Linked DNA regions of Mus musculus: all the other regions are linked to region 3. Evidence: chromatin contacts called from public Hi-C and HiChIP or PLAC-seq data. All regions are on one chromosome and are shown on one strand. Each heading gives the region's core, a stretch centred on a gene start, on an enhancer-like site or on the middle of the called end of the contact. The rest is flanking DNA. Distances are from core to core; before and after follow the strand shown. Region 1 overlaps Lrrk2 (leucine-rich repeat kinase 2). Region 2 overlaps Lrrk2 (leucine-rich repeat kinase 2). Region 3 holds the start of Slc2a13 (solute carrier family 2 (facilitated glucose transporter), member 13).

Region 1 (4,778 bases), core at 692-3,191, 180 kb after region 3:
GTTGAGGCTAAGGCTCACTTATGTGTCCCTGGATGCCCTGAAACTCTCTATGAATGATCAGGAAGGCCTTAGATGGACAAAGATTTGCCTGCCTCTAATTTTTGAGTGTTGAGTTTAAAGATGTGTCCTCCCATGCCCAGTTACATTCTGTTATTTTTTAAAAATGTCTTTATAACATGATATATCTGAAAACAAAACAAAACAAAACAAAAACAGTTCCTTCAATTGTTTTAAATGTTCTCTCTCTCCCTCCCTTCTTCCCTCCCTTCCTCTCCCTCTCCCTTCCCTTCTCCCCTTCTCCCTCTCTCTCTTTCTTTATTTCTACATTAGAAGCATTCAGAGTTTGAGAAATGATATGGAAGAGGGAATCCCACACAGTTACATGTCACTAGGCTCTGAAATCCTGTTACGGTGTAAAATCTGAAAGCACAACTGATTCTAATCATGCTATTTTGTTAACCGACATACCAACTCCCCCAACTTAAAACGGAATTAATATCACACATACTCTGCACATGTCCAGTATATTTTCAGTGACCTTTTAGTGGGAAGCGCTCAGATCCTGCCTCTTGAACAGCCCCAGACTGTGTGTCTCCTATCTTTGGTCTCTCTGTTTTATTATTTCTTGAATGTCTACCTGCTGCACTGGTGACAGCTCTTCCTTTCAATATGACCTTTTGAATGGAGACTGTGACAAGAGTCCCTGTGATTGCTGTCTGTTGCCCCAGGGAACAGTTCTGGGAGTAAACTTCTCAGGAGAGCTTGCACCAAGGATGACATCTGGGCACAGGATTTGGTAGCTCCTGGGCTGTTATCTGGTAATTTGGATCTTCCTTAAGCCCGTGTTTTCTTGACATTATTATAGTTCACACAGAAACTTAGCCAAATAGTACGGTGGCAATTCGGCTTGCTTCTGTGGGTTTTGTCTTCCATTCTCCAAATTTCATGACTTTAAAGTGAATTCAGGGCATAAAATTCTCAGCTAAAGAAAGAAATGGAAGCAGTTTGCACTGCTTCTGATGTAGCTTGAAGTTTCCTGAATGTTCGCTTTATTTAGAAGTGCAGCTTGCAAACAACTTGCTCTGAGCAAACATTAAAATAAAAGGAATGCTATACTATGGTGGTTATGTGGGATTCTGGAAGTGGTAAGAGTTGGACTATTAAGGGCATAATAATAATAATTTTTAAATTGTTTTGTGATTATCATATTTATTTAGGTTTAAGGGAGTAATCTCAGTTGCGGCTGTAACAGCCCACCCAAGCTGGAGTGGTTTACAAATTACAGAGATTTCTCTCATACATTTCCGAAGGGAGGGAAGTCTAGCACCTTGGGGCTGGAATCTGTGAGGCCATTCTTGATATGCCATTTCATGGCGGGAGGTGGAAGGGCAAGAGTTCTCATGCTCTATGGCAAAGGAACAGGGAGGGGACCTAACATCCCGGTTCCTGTGAGGACCTTCAAACGTGTTCTTTGGGCTCTGTCCTTGGGAGTTGAGCCTCTCATATAGCTCTCAAGACGCTGCTGTGTCACACGGTTGCATTTCAAGATTCACACACTAGCAGCAAGGAAAGACAGCTGTTATTATGTGACTCTGAAGTCCTTGAGTCTGTCATTGCTGCAGCACGTAGCATCCTACATAGCAGATTTCAGCATAAATGTAACCAGGAAGGTTTTTCCTCCCCGGAAACAGGAAGTGTCTTGTCTCTGTTCCCTTAGGCTCGTGCCTCTTCTTCCCCGGTGATTCTGGTGGGCACACATTTGGATGTTTCTGATGAGAAGCAGCGGAAAGCGTGCATAAGCAAAATCACGAAGGAACTCCTAAATAAGCGAGGATTCCCCACCATCCGGGACTACCACTTTGTGAATGCCACCGAGGAGTCAGATGCGCTGGCAAAGCTTCGGAAAACCATCATAAATGAGAGCCTTAATTTCAAGGTGGGAGGATGGGCGCCCCCTGCAGGCTACTAGATGGTCAAGGTGGGCGAGTGTGTGCCTCTTGCAGGCTGCTAGTTAAGTAAGCCTTTCTCTTTTTGTCATATTATGCCTCTGCTTAGAAATGTCAGAAACCTTGAGGAGAGAGCAATTATCTGGAAATTGTAGGGTTTTTTTTTTCATAGCTCAAAACGATAAAAGTACTTTCATTTAAAAATTATTTATTTATGCCGCACTTCATTTATAATTCATAGAAGTGGGAATAAAAATAACTAGAGGATCCTGAGAAGAAGGAGAGGAATTGCCAGGACACCGAGAAAATCTTCCTCTCCAGGGGTTCCATCCAGAGGCTAAAAGAGAAGGTGGTGTCTGGGCCTCCTGTCCTCTGCGACACTCGGTCCTATCTAGCACAGAAGTTCCCACCTTCCTAACACTACAATCCTTTCTTTAACACAGTTCCTCGTGTTGCGACGCTCAATCATAAAATTATTTTTGATGCTACTTCATAACTATAGTTGTGAAATACCTTTATGAATTCATAAATACCTTTATGAATCATAATGTAAATATCTGTGTCTTCCAATCATCCGAGGTGACCACTGTGAAAGTGTTATTTTGGAGGGCTCACGTGAAAGGATCGTTTGACTTGCCTCCCTTCCCGCCCCTATAGGGGTCACGACCCACAGGTTGAGAACCACTGACCACTCTAGGCGCTTCCTTTGAGAGTTCCTGTCCTGTTTGTATCTCGATCAGTCTATGTGATTCCTTTATAACTTTAGTTCAGATGGTTTCAATTTTTTTTCCATTCCAACTTTTGCCTTTTAACGTTGCCAGTTGCCAAGCCTACTGGTTGGTTTTCAGCAATCTATAAATAATTACCGAATTCGTATAAGCTAAGTTTCATCCCGAGACTTGTGTTTTAAATTCCTGACAATCTCTTTGATAAACCCCATGTTTAGGAAAATATTAATACATGGGTCACTAGGAAGAGTGCTCCTTTCTAGAGTTCACAGGAAGGGAATACGGTTGAGATTTCTAGAGAACGCTCTGGGTACTTCAGCATGGCAAACACAATGATTGTCTCTCTGTTGGCTCTGGAGATATCAGGATGTAACCAGAGCCCTGTTAGGTTTGCATATCCCAGAGAAATTACTTACTGGGCCACAGGCGCGCACTCTCAGAACAGCTCCAATTTGGATGTTGAATGATAAACTCCCGCTGTGCACTGCAGCGCCCTGCCCTGTCAGCTCAGCTCTGTCACACTCTCACAGATTCTGGTCGTCTCAGAAATGGGCCATCTGTGGATGGGTTTGTCTCTGTAGTGCCCCAGGGGCTGGTATTTAAAAGTCCATTTCAGAAGGCGAATTTGTTTTGTAAAAGCCTGAATTTGGTTGAAGCAAGCCTGTAAGAGAGATGCTTGGGTCTGTGGTGTGGGCTGTTGCTGCTGTAGGGAGGTGACCCAGTCAGTAATCCAGGTTCAAACTCCGCTGAGACAGCTGCAAGTTATTATCCCTGTCAATCAGTAAGGCCAGATTCCTTCTATGTACATAAGAGCCTTTCAAGCAACTCCATACAGAGGAGAAAAACATGCTTCCTAGAATGGCAGTATTATTAAAAAGGAATGGGTGGTGCTAACGGCTTCCTCATTCTGGCATGCTGGTTTGAGCATGCGCTGGCTTGCTTCGCTGGTTCTTTCTGAGAGAGGCGCGTCAGCCCACCTATCTGGGACCTTGTTTCTGGGTGACGCTTGCAACCCTTCTTCAAGGAGCAGCTTTGAGTCTATTAGAGAGCACCCAGCCCCATCTCATTTGTCTTTTCCTTCCAACTTAACTCTCTCCCAATCTTTCCTTGTATTTATAAACATAAACCTATGCTCTTTAGAAGGGGTTTTGCTTTTCTTCCTTACATCGGCCCAGAAATGAGTCCGTTACCAGGCGAAAGGAGAAAGGTCAACAACGCAGTCGGTTTGAACTGCTTCCCTTTCGATTCTCTCCAGCCCATTGCCTGAGCAGCCATCTTTTTTGCTGCCTGGTACCCGCCCTTCAGTACTCCCCCCCCCCCCCCCCCCGCTTGATTTGCTTCCTGTGGGACATTCACTTGTTTCTGTAGGTCAGTTTCCTTCCTAAACTTAAAACATAATCTTGAAATTGAAGTTTTATGTCGTCTTAATTTGTGAGAAATGACGAAAAGCATGATAGTTAGTAGGATTATAGACTGTTTTTTTTGGCACAAGGGTCATATATTCCTGAATGACTGTTTGTCGAAAAATATGGAAGCAATAGTTCTGGATGCTGGAAACAAAGTTCTTGGTGCAATTAGGGAGGAGAGAGAGAGAGAGACAGTTTTGTGTTTATGTGTCACGGAAAGACAGGTTTTAGAGCCTAAGAATTCAAGTAGAAATTCTGATGGGTGGAACTAATGGAGGTCGGTTGCCCCCTGGTGGTGGTCTGAGTTAGTTATTTGGCTGCTATCTTTTTCTTCTTATTCTTTCTTTCTTTTATATATATATATAATTAGGTATTGTCCTCATTTACATTTCCAATGCTATACCAAAAGTCCCCCATACCCTCCCCCCCACTCCCCTACCCACCCACCCCCACTTTTTGGCCCTGGCGTTCCCCTGTACTGGGGCATATAAAGTTTGCAAGTCCAATGGGCCTCTCTTTCCAGTGATAGCCAACTAGGCCATCTTTTGATACATATGCAGCTAGAATCAAGAGTTGCATTTCTCTCTAAAACTAGACTTTTCATGTGAGGAAAAAAAGCCTAAAAAAGATATCTGTTATAGAAACTATTATCTCAAGACCCTCACTGAAAAATATCGCTCTCTGTCTCTCATCGACTG
Region 2 (4,465 bases), core at 1,171-3,670, 130 kb after region 3:
CCTGGGAAATCAACCCTCAGTTTTCTGGCTGACCAGGTACAGATGCATAGTTAATTCATTCCAGCCAAGCACATTCACAGACCCACTGGTTCTGGGCCACCAACCAGCTGGTTGCCTGTGTCAGGTTAGAAACCTACTCTGGCAGGTCCCACCAGGCAGCAGTGTGGACTGCTATGTATTCCTATTTGCATAATGGCCCTCTGCTGGAAAAGAGAGACTCGGGGAAGCAGACTCTACTTAAAAACTCCCATTTGGAGAAGAGATAGTGACTCTTGAAAACTGAGATAAGCCAAAAACCGAATTATCCCGAGTGAGCAACTTTTCAGGAGCTTGTGTTTGGGCAGATTCAGGAGTGCAACTTATACACAGCTTAGATCACAGCACACATAGTCCTCAGTACCCGGAGATCTCTCCAGGAAATATGTTATTAAAAGGAAAGCACATTTATCCCCTCTGCCTCTTACGTCTGCTTTGTTTTTGTTTCTTTTCCCCACTTAAATCGCTCTTCTTGCCATTTTCCCCTTCCCTCCTTTTACATTTTTCTTCCTGGTACCTCAAGATTGTCTTCTGTTTGAGATGTGGCTCATCTGCTGATGCCTTTCTCTCATCCTGCTTTATGACTGACAACCCCTATTGTGCATTTTAGTCCTTTGTTTTGTGTACTTAGTATGTTAGTATTTGTACGGCATTTATAAGGCTTGCAAGAGTCACGCTTTGGTTGTAGGCATTCTACAATGGCATTCTTAGGCACAATTTCTTGTTGTCTATTTTCATTTACTCACAGTAAAATATAGTCCAAAACACTAAATGGAAAACTCCAGAAATGATCAATGTATGTATTTTTCTTTGTCTCTTGCTGTGAGAAGTGAGAAGAAATCCTGTGCTGTTGTTCGGCCCATCCTTCCCTGGTTTTAACTCTGTTTTCATGTTCACCCTGTGTGATTTGCACCATAGCAACTTTGTAGCTGCCTATCCCTCCTTACATGTTTACAAAGCCATGCGTCCTCCATAAGGCTTACAGGCTTCTGAAGAAACAGAAGTGTTAGTGTTGGACACACTTGAATCTAACCTCTGCCAATAGCATTGTTTGGCATAAGCTTCTATTGTAAGTGGAGATGGCATAGAGTGTGGCTTCCACTGCCTGTGCTGTTAGCGTTCACAGGCAGCGAAAGTGAGCATTGGGGCCGGAGGCTGCGAACTGAGATGTGGTTGGCTTTTTCAAAGGTTCCCTGCGCACAGGGAAGTGATGCTGTCTATGCTGATGCACTCTTCTTCCAAAGATGTCTTCCAAGCAGCTGCACATGCTCTGTCCACTCTCTTGGAACAAAATGGTAAGGGGAATACTGTGTTTTTTAATAAGGAGGAACAACGTTATGTTGTTTTCTTATAAAAGCTATAAATTCTGAAAAATTCAGATATGTAGATGGGGCTAGCTGAAGTGTGTATGTATGTATATAAAGGATAAAAAAATATATAATAGGTGTATGTTCCTCAGGACTTCTGCTCATTTATGGCATATGTGATACATACTTGCAGAAACTGGAACATTGTATCCATTTTAAATGCAGCCATGTATGATGCAAACTTACAGAAATTGTAACATTGTATCTACTTTAAATGCATGTTTTGCTTCCATCCTTATATTAATAAATGTATTTATTATTATTGTCATTACAATTTTAATAACTGTGTAGCTTTCCTATATATCTATAACCTATTTTAGGAACCAGTTTCTGTTGATTGACTTTTAGCTTACATACCATGGGAATTTTTAGAGTTCTCATCAGGTCTTTTTCTCTAAAAAAGATTGCCTGCATTTTCCTGTACATATTTATTTATTCTTCTTAAATAAATTTTACAGGAGTGCTAATGTTTGATGGGCTATTCACTGTTTCAAAACTGGTAAAATTGTCCAGAATGAAATGTTTTATATTTACGATTTTTTGAAAATGATTTTTTTATGTATAATCCCTCTTATACCTTAGGAGGTCCCTTAAGCTTTAAGGTCCTGGCTCAAACTGCTTCAGATTCCTGACCCCATAAACAGGAAGTTTTGCCAGGAAAACTTGTCTGGCATCAGGCAGGGGGACTTGGCAGCTCTTATGTGATATTTTTAGGCAGTGAAACATTAAAAAAAAAAAAAGGAAGATTGATCTGAGACACAACAACGTAAGCACCACCAGATTTTTGTGGCAAGGCCAGGCTAGTGAGGAAGACACGCCTCCTGCAGGCTGTTCCTTCTCTCTGATGGCATTTTAATAAAAGCAGAACCTCATCAAATGTATTGCGTACATGTGTGAAATTGTTAAAGAACAAAGTTAATCGGCTAAGAGTGAATCGGGCACATCACACAGAGGCTTGGAATAGCCAGGCCTTGAGTGATGACAGGGCCTGTCCCAGGGCTGAGTCATCACAGGATGTGTCGTGTAGCTATGGAGGTCTGGGCAGGGATTGCATTGCAGCCAAGGAGCATTGTGTATAGCTCCCCAGGGGAGAGGAAGCTTGCTGCCAGGCAGCAATAGTGTGGTGAGGCTGTGGGTCTTAACTATGAGGAGACTCTGTTAGGTCCCTCCATCAGTCGTTAAGATTTTGTGACTTGGGGTTGCTTTTGTTATGGCCTTTGTGGGACAATGACCTTGTGAGTCAGCTTGGCATCTGTTTGGAATCAGTCCCTGCCCTCCCTTCATGCTCCCCCACCTTTGTTCCCGGCTCTCTGCTAGATGTGCTTAGATGCCTTTGCACATCCTGGGCTTCCTGGTATAAGAGAGTAGTAAGATGTTCAGTGGCTTCCTTATTTAGCTCCACCACCAAATTCACACTGCAAGCAACTTGAGGCAGTGACTATGAAGACTGAAGGGATGGGAAGGGTTTTTGTTTTTGTTTTTGTTTTTTTTAAATCAGGATTGGGTTGGCAGAAAGGAGAACTGGGCTCTTAGACAGGAATGGTGACACAGGCCAGCAATCTCAGCACTCCAGCTAAAGCAGGAAGAATTGTATTCAGGGCCAACCTGAGCTACTAAATCTCAAAGAGAAATTAAAGAGGAAGAGGAATAAGGAGGAGGAGGGGATGGAGAGGGAAAAAAATGGTGTCTTGGCACCATGGCGATTTGAAGGCTCAGGCCCAAATACCTTTTGTGATAATTTTCTCATTTAGTTAAGCAGTTGCATGAATTGAGCTACCATGTTCTGAGTTCGTATCATGTACTAGATTCCATACAATCTACACCCTTGTGGTACGACAGTTACATAAAAATTTTAGGCTAGTGGTGTCAAATTCTAATGGGGAAGATGGACAAGAAGACTAACTAAGGAATGTGATGCATGAGTTAGCCAAGACAAAGGTCGAGCTGAGAAGGAGGGTTTGATCTTTGAACCAGAGGACATACAAGCATGAATGAGCACTCACTAAAGGTGACTACTGTAGGAGTTTGCGTTTTGTGATTTGTCTTTGAATGCAGATAACCTTTTGCTAAAATAGAGCCGATAAAGGCAACAAACTTCTACAAGTAGGTAGGGAGACGTGAAAATGTCCTGTACGCTCTGAAGGGACTTCACGACGACCGCCCTTCTCCCTGTCATGTTTCCCATTATTGAGCAATGCCATTTCTGCATAGTTAGATCGAGATGAGATTCGTGAATAAATCATGCAGCCCACTGAGATGTACAAAGTAGTTCAGAGCATCCCAGACCAGGCCATTCCACTGGCCTGTCACCAGTGAGCGATATGCCTCCACACACCTGCGGTCCTTCTCCTCAGGCCTGCCCCTGGCTCCCATCACCAATGGAGGAATGGCTTGCATCCATGCACTGATGTCTAGCATACTTGTGCTTCCTAGCCATTTTGTGAGATTCCAAGATTAGACGATCATTTAATTTTCATCCTAACTGAAGAGTGCTGTTTGCATACATTGTTCTACAGAGCACTTCTTTCTTATGGGATTTAATGTATTAATCACACTAATACCTGTCTACTCTGTAAATAAAAAAATTAACTGGAAACTTCAATAAAGAATTAATAAATATGAAAATCAGAGGATGTCATCTATTTGTAAGATATAGGTGACTATTAATGATCTTTAAGTGGCTAATGAAATATGTTATATGTGTTCTTGCAATTGTGAGCTTTCATTACTATAAGTAACTTGAAAAACACCTTATAGTTAATTTCAGGAAAATCCTGCTGGCAAAAGGAGTATACCTGAATGTCTTGGAATTGATGCAGAAGCATGCCCATGCGCCTGAGGTGGCAGAGAGTGGCTGCAAGATGCTGAGTCACCTGTTTGAAGGAAGGTACTGCACATTCATGAGTGTGTGTGTGTATACATATATATATACATTTATATATACACATGCACATACGTATACATACACATGTGCATATACCATATACTAAGCCATATACCTATACACATACATACACACATGCCTATATGTATATGTATATATCGGGGCACTGAACCAGGTG
Region 3 (4,577 bases), core at 419-2,918:
GCTCCGGGAATCCATCTAGCCCTCCCATGGGGAAGCAACGCTTTACCCTAAAGGAAACTGAATTATAAAAGGAAACATTTTATAGCCTTGGAAAACTACCAGTGAGATTTAAGTCACAACTTCCCATTCTCCCTTTAAAGGTGCTTTCTAATAACACTGGGCACATCCCAAACAGCTTCCCTCTGCCAAGAGCACACCAAGAGTGCCTCCCCCGCTCAGCAAACAGGGTGACAAAAAAAAAAAAAAAAAAAAAAAAAAATCAATGCCCAGAGAACCTACATCTCTTCATTTCTAAAGTAAATTGCAAGTGTCTATCTTGCTGGGCATTTATCCACAGGAGTGGCTCCTAACTGAATCTAGGAAATGAACGTGACCTTTAATGGATAATTTGGTTCCCATATGGAAAAGGCAGAGAAGGCAAAACAAGAATGGTGAATGTTGGCCCAAAGTAAAAGTTCTAAGTCGGGTGGGAAAGGGAGACAGATTTCATCTAGAAAGGTGGAAAGGTTGAAAGTCAACCACAGAGCACAAAGCAAGGAGAGAAAATAGTGTTCTATTTAAAAATGATCCACTGCAGAGAAGATGGAACTGGAACGGAGCAGGGATTTTGGAGTTCAAAACTCCTTGACTCTACTAATTATTGCAGTTCGCAGTTCGTTTAAAGCTCGGTGGGCTTAGCATCCTAAAGGAGAACTGGCAGTGGGGAAATCACTCTCAGGGATGGCAGGGATGTGGAGACCCTCCTAAACTCAACAAGCGGCCTCAGGTTAGGCCGGATCGGGGAAAGCTGGGGTATCTTGAATTGCTCCAGACTGTCCGGCGCTGACTGACCCGCGGGCGACCGCAGATTCCACGTGGGAATCCGGGAGAAGGGAACGCATCCTCCACAGCCACCAGGGCGCTCGTGCCACCGAGCCCCCAAAGGACCGCGGAGCAGGGGAGAGCAAGGGGGTCAGTGGGGCTCGCGGGCGCGGCCACTCACCGATGCCGAGCCCCACGACCAGGCGGCCGGCCAGCAGCGTCTCCTTGTTGGCGGCGGCGGCCAGCACGGCGGAGCCCACGGTGCACAGGGCGCTGGCCAGCAGGATGGCGCTGCGCCGACCGAGGGCGCCGTTCAGGGCCCCTCCGGCCAGCGCCGCGACGGCGGCCGCGCCCACCGCGCCCGACACCAGCAGCTCCTGCCACATCGCGCCCAGGCGCATCTGGCGCCGCAGCAGCAGCATGGCCCCCGACACCACGCCGGTGTCGTAGCCGAACAGGAAGCCGCCGAGCGCCGAGAAGGCGGCGGCCGCGTACACGAAGGCCGGGGTCTCGTCGCGCTGGAACTGCCTGCGCGCCGCGCGCTCCAGCTCCGCGCCCTGCAGGCTGGCGGCCGACTCGGCGGCCAGGAGGCTGCGCTCCCCGCCTGGCGCCCCCGGCTCCGGCTGCCGGCGGCGCCTCTCGCCCATCAGGCTGCTCAGGCTGCGCAGCGTGTACTCCACGTCCTCGCTCGCCTTGCGGGACATGGGACAGGCGGACGCCGCCGAGGCGGCTGCGGGGAAGTTGCGTGTGGGGCGCCGCGCACTCTCTGCCAGCTGCTGAGCCGCTGCTCTTCTGCCACCCGAGCCACCCGCCTCGCAGCCTCTGCTAAGCTGGCGCTACGGAGCGGCCGGGGGCGGGGTCGTGCGTCACTTGCCCGCTTGGAGGGGAGGGGCGAATGGGACCCACCTCCCCCTGGTGGGCGGAGACAGAGAAGAACTCCTCCCCCTGGACGCTGCCACCTCCCTCTGTGGGCGGGGTTAAGCGGAGGTCCCCTGGAGACAAGAGCTCTTTGGAGTCAGGGTACCAGGACACAGGGAAGCTTGCCTTCTGGCTGCAGATGAGCTGCTTGCTATCCAGAGCACTCAAGCTCACAGCAGGCTAAGGATCAGGTGAAAGACTCCTTCTGCCCTCCTGCTTGCAATCCGAGGTGGCTGAGACTGCCTGACACTCACCTACTTCTGTCCTTTTGCAGTGAGTGTCCGTGTCCCTTGGCTCTCATGCAATTAGTTTGTTTTGGAGCAATTTGGGACCATGGTCACTGGTGTCTCTAGTTTCCTTTCTCCCTGCTACTCCGTCTTTAAATTCCGCCCTTCTAAAATGCATTTGCATCTTGACTTTCTGAGGGGAGAAAGAGAGACAGAGACAGAGACAGAGACAGACAGACAGAGAGACAAGAGACAGACAGACAGACAGACAGCAACTCTTCTCTCACGAGAAGGCTTCCTGTGGATTCCCAGAGGTAAAGCAACTTTAGCTGTGCGTATATACATCACCTTCTCACATAACTAGCTGATTCCAAGTGGAACAAGGAAACTCAAGAATGTGATCTGTTGTGTGATTGGCAATTACCACCTTTCTTGCCCAGCATGCGAGCCTAAAAAGATACCTTCTCCCTGACAATTCCTGCTGCTGCCCCATTGATTTGAAGAAGCGATTTTAGATGCCCCATTTGCCTGAAACAAAGTAATTTCAAATGGTTTGAGGATGGTTGTTTTAATTGCTAATTGCCAGTTGTTGGCTGGTTTGGAAACCTCCCGTTGATTTAAATATTCTGTAAATTATTTTATGTTGTTTCATTTCCGGAGATAGAGACTAATCAAGTGTCTTTCTGCTGCAGTCTCATTCTTCAGGCGTAGGACACCAGATTTAAATGAAAAAGAAATTTAAAACCCATGGTTTCCGTGAACAATTCCTGTCTTCATTTACTTCCCTTATTTGAACAAATGTTTCTTAGCACGAACCCTATTCATGCAGTTTAAGCTTGTTTCCTTCAGAGAAATTGTTTCTGTCATCCTATTACACTATGAAGTTATTAGACTTTCCCAACGTCCCTTTCACCTTGATTTTTAGTCACCAAAATATCTCACTTTCCAACCACATTTCTCCAAATGTGGGGGGGGGGCGGTTATCTCAGAGGAATAACTTTAAATGTATCGTGTAACTTTAAAGCAAGGTTTTGCCGTCTTCCCAAGGAGAAATTAAACACAGACTTATCTCTCAAATAATGAAACAATAACTTAGACTTCAGAAGATTCAGGCTTGAGTCTTTCCCAAGCCCATAGCAGCAAAACTGCACCCCCTGGTGGTCAGCTTGTTCACGTAGATTCTGCAGAGAACTCTTGTTGAGTTGAAACAAGCTGAACTTCAAATCCAGCTGACCTATTGAACACCGTGACTTCTACTCACTAGGAGCTCCAAATTCAACTTTGGGGTTCCAGAACACGGAACCAACTACTCCTTAAAATCGTCTACACCTCGTAATTTATATCCATGAGTTTAAGATGACCTCGGAAGGAAATGTGACATTGGTAACATAACCGCTAAGGAAATGTGACCTTGGTAACACAACCGCTCTTCCGGGTTCTTGGGAGGAGCCAAGTTCAGTTAGGCACACCACAACATTCTACTAACATGGAGTTCCTTGTAGCTTCTTCTCATTTAACTTCATGGCGAAATTGAAAGTCCGAGGGCTGAGACAAAGCAGAGTACACCTCCAACAGCGTTTCACAAAATGTTTGAAATCGCCAGATTACTATATGAACCACTTTGTCTTACTTACAAAGCCTCAGCAAGTGCTCATTGACTAGAGTTCGAAAAATCACTTTTAAATTATAGTTCATTGCTAATCGAGATAAAGTGTAGGCATCGCTATCGATTTGCTAAGCAAGTCCTGAATCCCAATGTTTAAGGACATTTATTTACGCAGTCCCAGAACACTAGGACCCCATCGTAGAAGAGGAAAAGAGAGTTTGGGGTGCGCTGCTACACATTCCGAACGCCAGGCTGAGACAATGGTGACTGATTCAGTGGCAATATGCTTGTTGTTGGGATGAAGATGTAACTAGAGAATGGTTGCCTAGCATCCATCAGGCTCCAAATCCAGTTTCTAATACCACACAAAGAAAATGAGGTCCTTTTGATCAGGGAGCACAATATTGTGCTTCTTGGATGTTTAACTACACAATTAAGGTATCCTTGTTGAAAAACAGTATGGCAATAAAGATAATGTTCTCAAAATAAATAAATTAAAAAAAAAATAAGAGTCCTTTCAAGGTGTGGTGGTTTGAGTGAGAATGGTCCTATAGGCTTCATATGCTTAAATACTCTGTCCTCCATTGGTGGAGCTGTTTGGGGAGAATTAGGTCATGTGGCCTTGTTGGAGGAGGTGTGTTACTGAGAATGAGCTTGGCTCTCTCTCTCTCTCTCTCTCTCTCTCTCTCTCTATATATATATATATATATATATATATATATATATATATGTCTCTTGCCTATGAATCAGAAGTAGACATTTTGCTACCTACTGCTCCAGCCAGACCTGCCTGACTGCTGCCATGCACTGTATCATGGTAGCCATGACCTCACCCTCTGGAACTGTGAGCTTAAACTCTGTCTTTTATCAGTTGCCTTTGTCATGGTGTTTTGTCATGGTAGGAAAAAAAAAGACGCAGGGCATTCTTCTCAGAGTCATTTCTAGTTTGAAACATATATTTTAAGAGTTGTATGTGCCGTTAAGTGTTCACATATATTTGTCCATATGCACATAGGGAAATAGGA

Evidence for each region. A called contact is a pair of places that touch in the nucleus more often than the background predicts. HiChIP or PLAC-seq counts read pairs in DNA pulled down with a chosen protein or histone mark.
Region 1: a contact with region 3 is called in an H3K4me3 HiChIP or PLAC-seq map of forebrain, with 5 times the contacts expected there. The contact joins the enhancer-like site here to the promoter of Slc2a13 in region 3. A contact is called at or near these places in 13 of 39 promoter capture datasets (the 3T3-L1 cell line, 3T3-L1-derived adipocytes, the C10 cell line and 9 more), 7 of 484 Hi-C or Micro-C datasets (bone marrow-derived macrophages, cerebral cortex, cortical neurons and 3 more), 7 of 115 datasets of contacts at active chromatin or transcription factors (astrocytes, bone marrow-derived macrophages, embryonic forebrain and 4 more) and 3 of 9 other capture datasets (adipose tissue, embryonic stem cells and liver).
Region 2: a Hi-C map of embryonic fibroblasts shows a contact between it and region 3, with 4 times the contacts expected there. The contact joins the enhancer-like site here to the promoter of Slc2a13 in region 3. A contact is called at or near these places in 4 of 484 Hi-C or Micro-C datasets (the 3T3-L1 cell line, cranial neural crest, embryonic fibroblasts and 1 more), 1 of 115 datasets of contacts at active chromatin or transcription factors (the 230-238 cell line) and 2 of 9 other capture datasets (adipose tissue and liver).

Annotation. Positions count from the first base shown.
Region 1 is chr15:91,750,425-91,755,202 of GRCm38.p6, forward strand. It overlaps Lrrk2 (leucine-rich repeat kinase 2), which reads left to right. Exons shown (of 51, transcript NM_025730.3): 31 at 1,718-1,936. Among named protein-coding and RNA genes, the nearest start is that of Lrrk2, 80 kb to the left of the region's middle. Within about 2 kb of position 1,942, at least 17 of the 459 cell types and tissues checked have an H3K27ac peak or open chromatin away from gene starts, as enhancers often do. A contact at or near this core is called in forebrain, where this site is marked.
Region 2 is chr15:91,700,946-91,705,410 of GRCm38.p6, forward strand. Lrrk2 (leucine-rich repeat kinase 2) reads left to right here. Exons shown (of 51, transcript NM_025730.3): 11 at 1,225-1,331; 12 at 4,161-4,290. Among named protein-coding and RNA genes, the nearest start is that of Lrrk2, 30 kb to the left of the region's middle. Within about 2 kb of position 2,421, at least 186 of the 459 cell types and tissues checked have an H3K27ac peak or open chromatin away from gene starts, as enhancers often do. A contact at or near this core is called in adipose tissue, embryonic fibroblasts and liver, where this site is marked.
Region 3 is chr15:91,571,593-91,576,169 of GRCm38.p6, forward strand. It overlaps Slc2a13 (solute carrier family 2 (facilitated glucose transporter), member 13), which reads right to left and starts at 1,669. Exons shown (of 10, transcript NM_001033633.3): 1 at 983-1,669. The coding sequence starts at 1,505.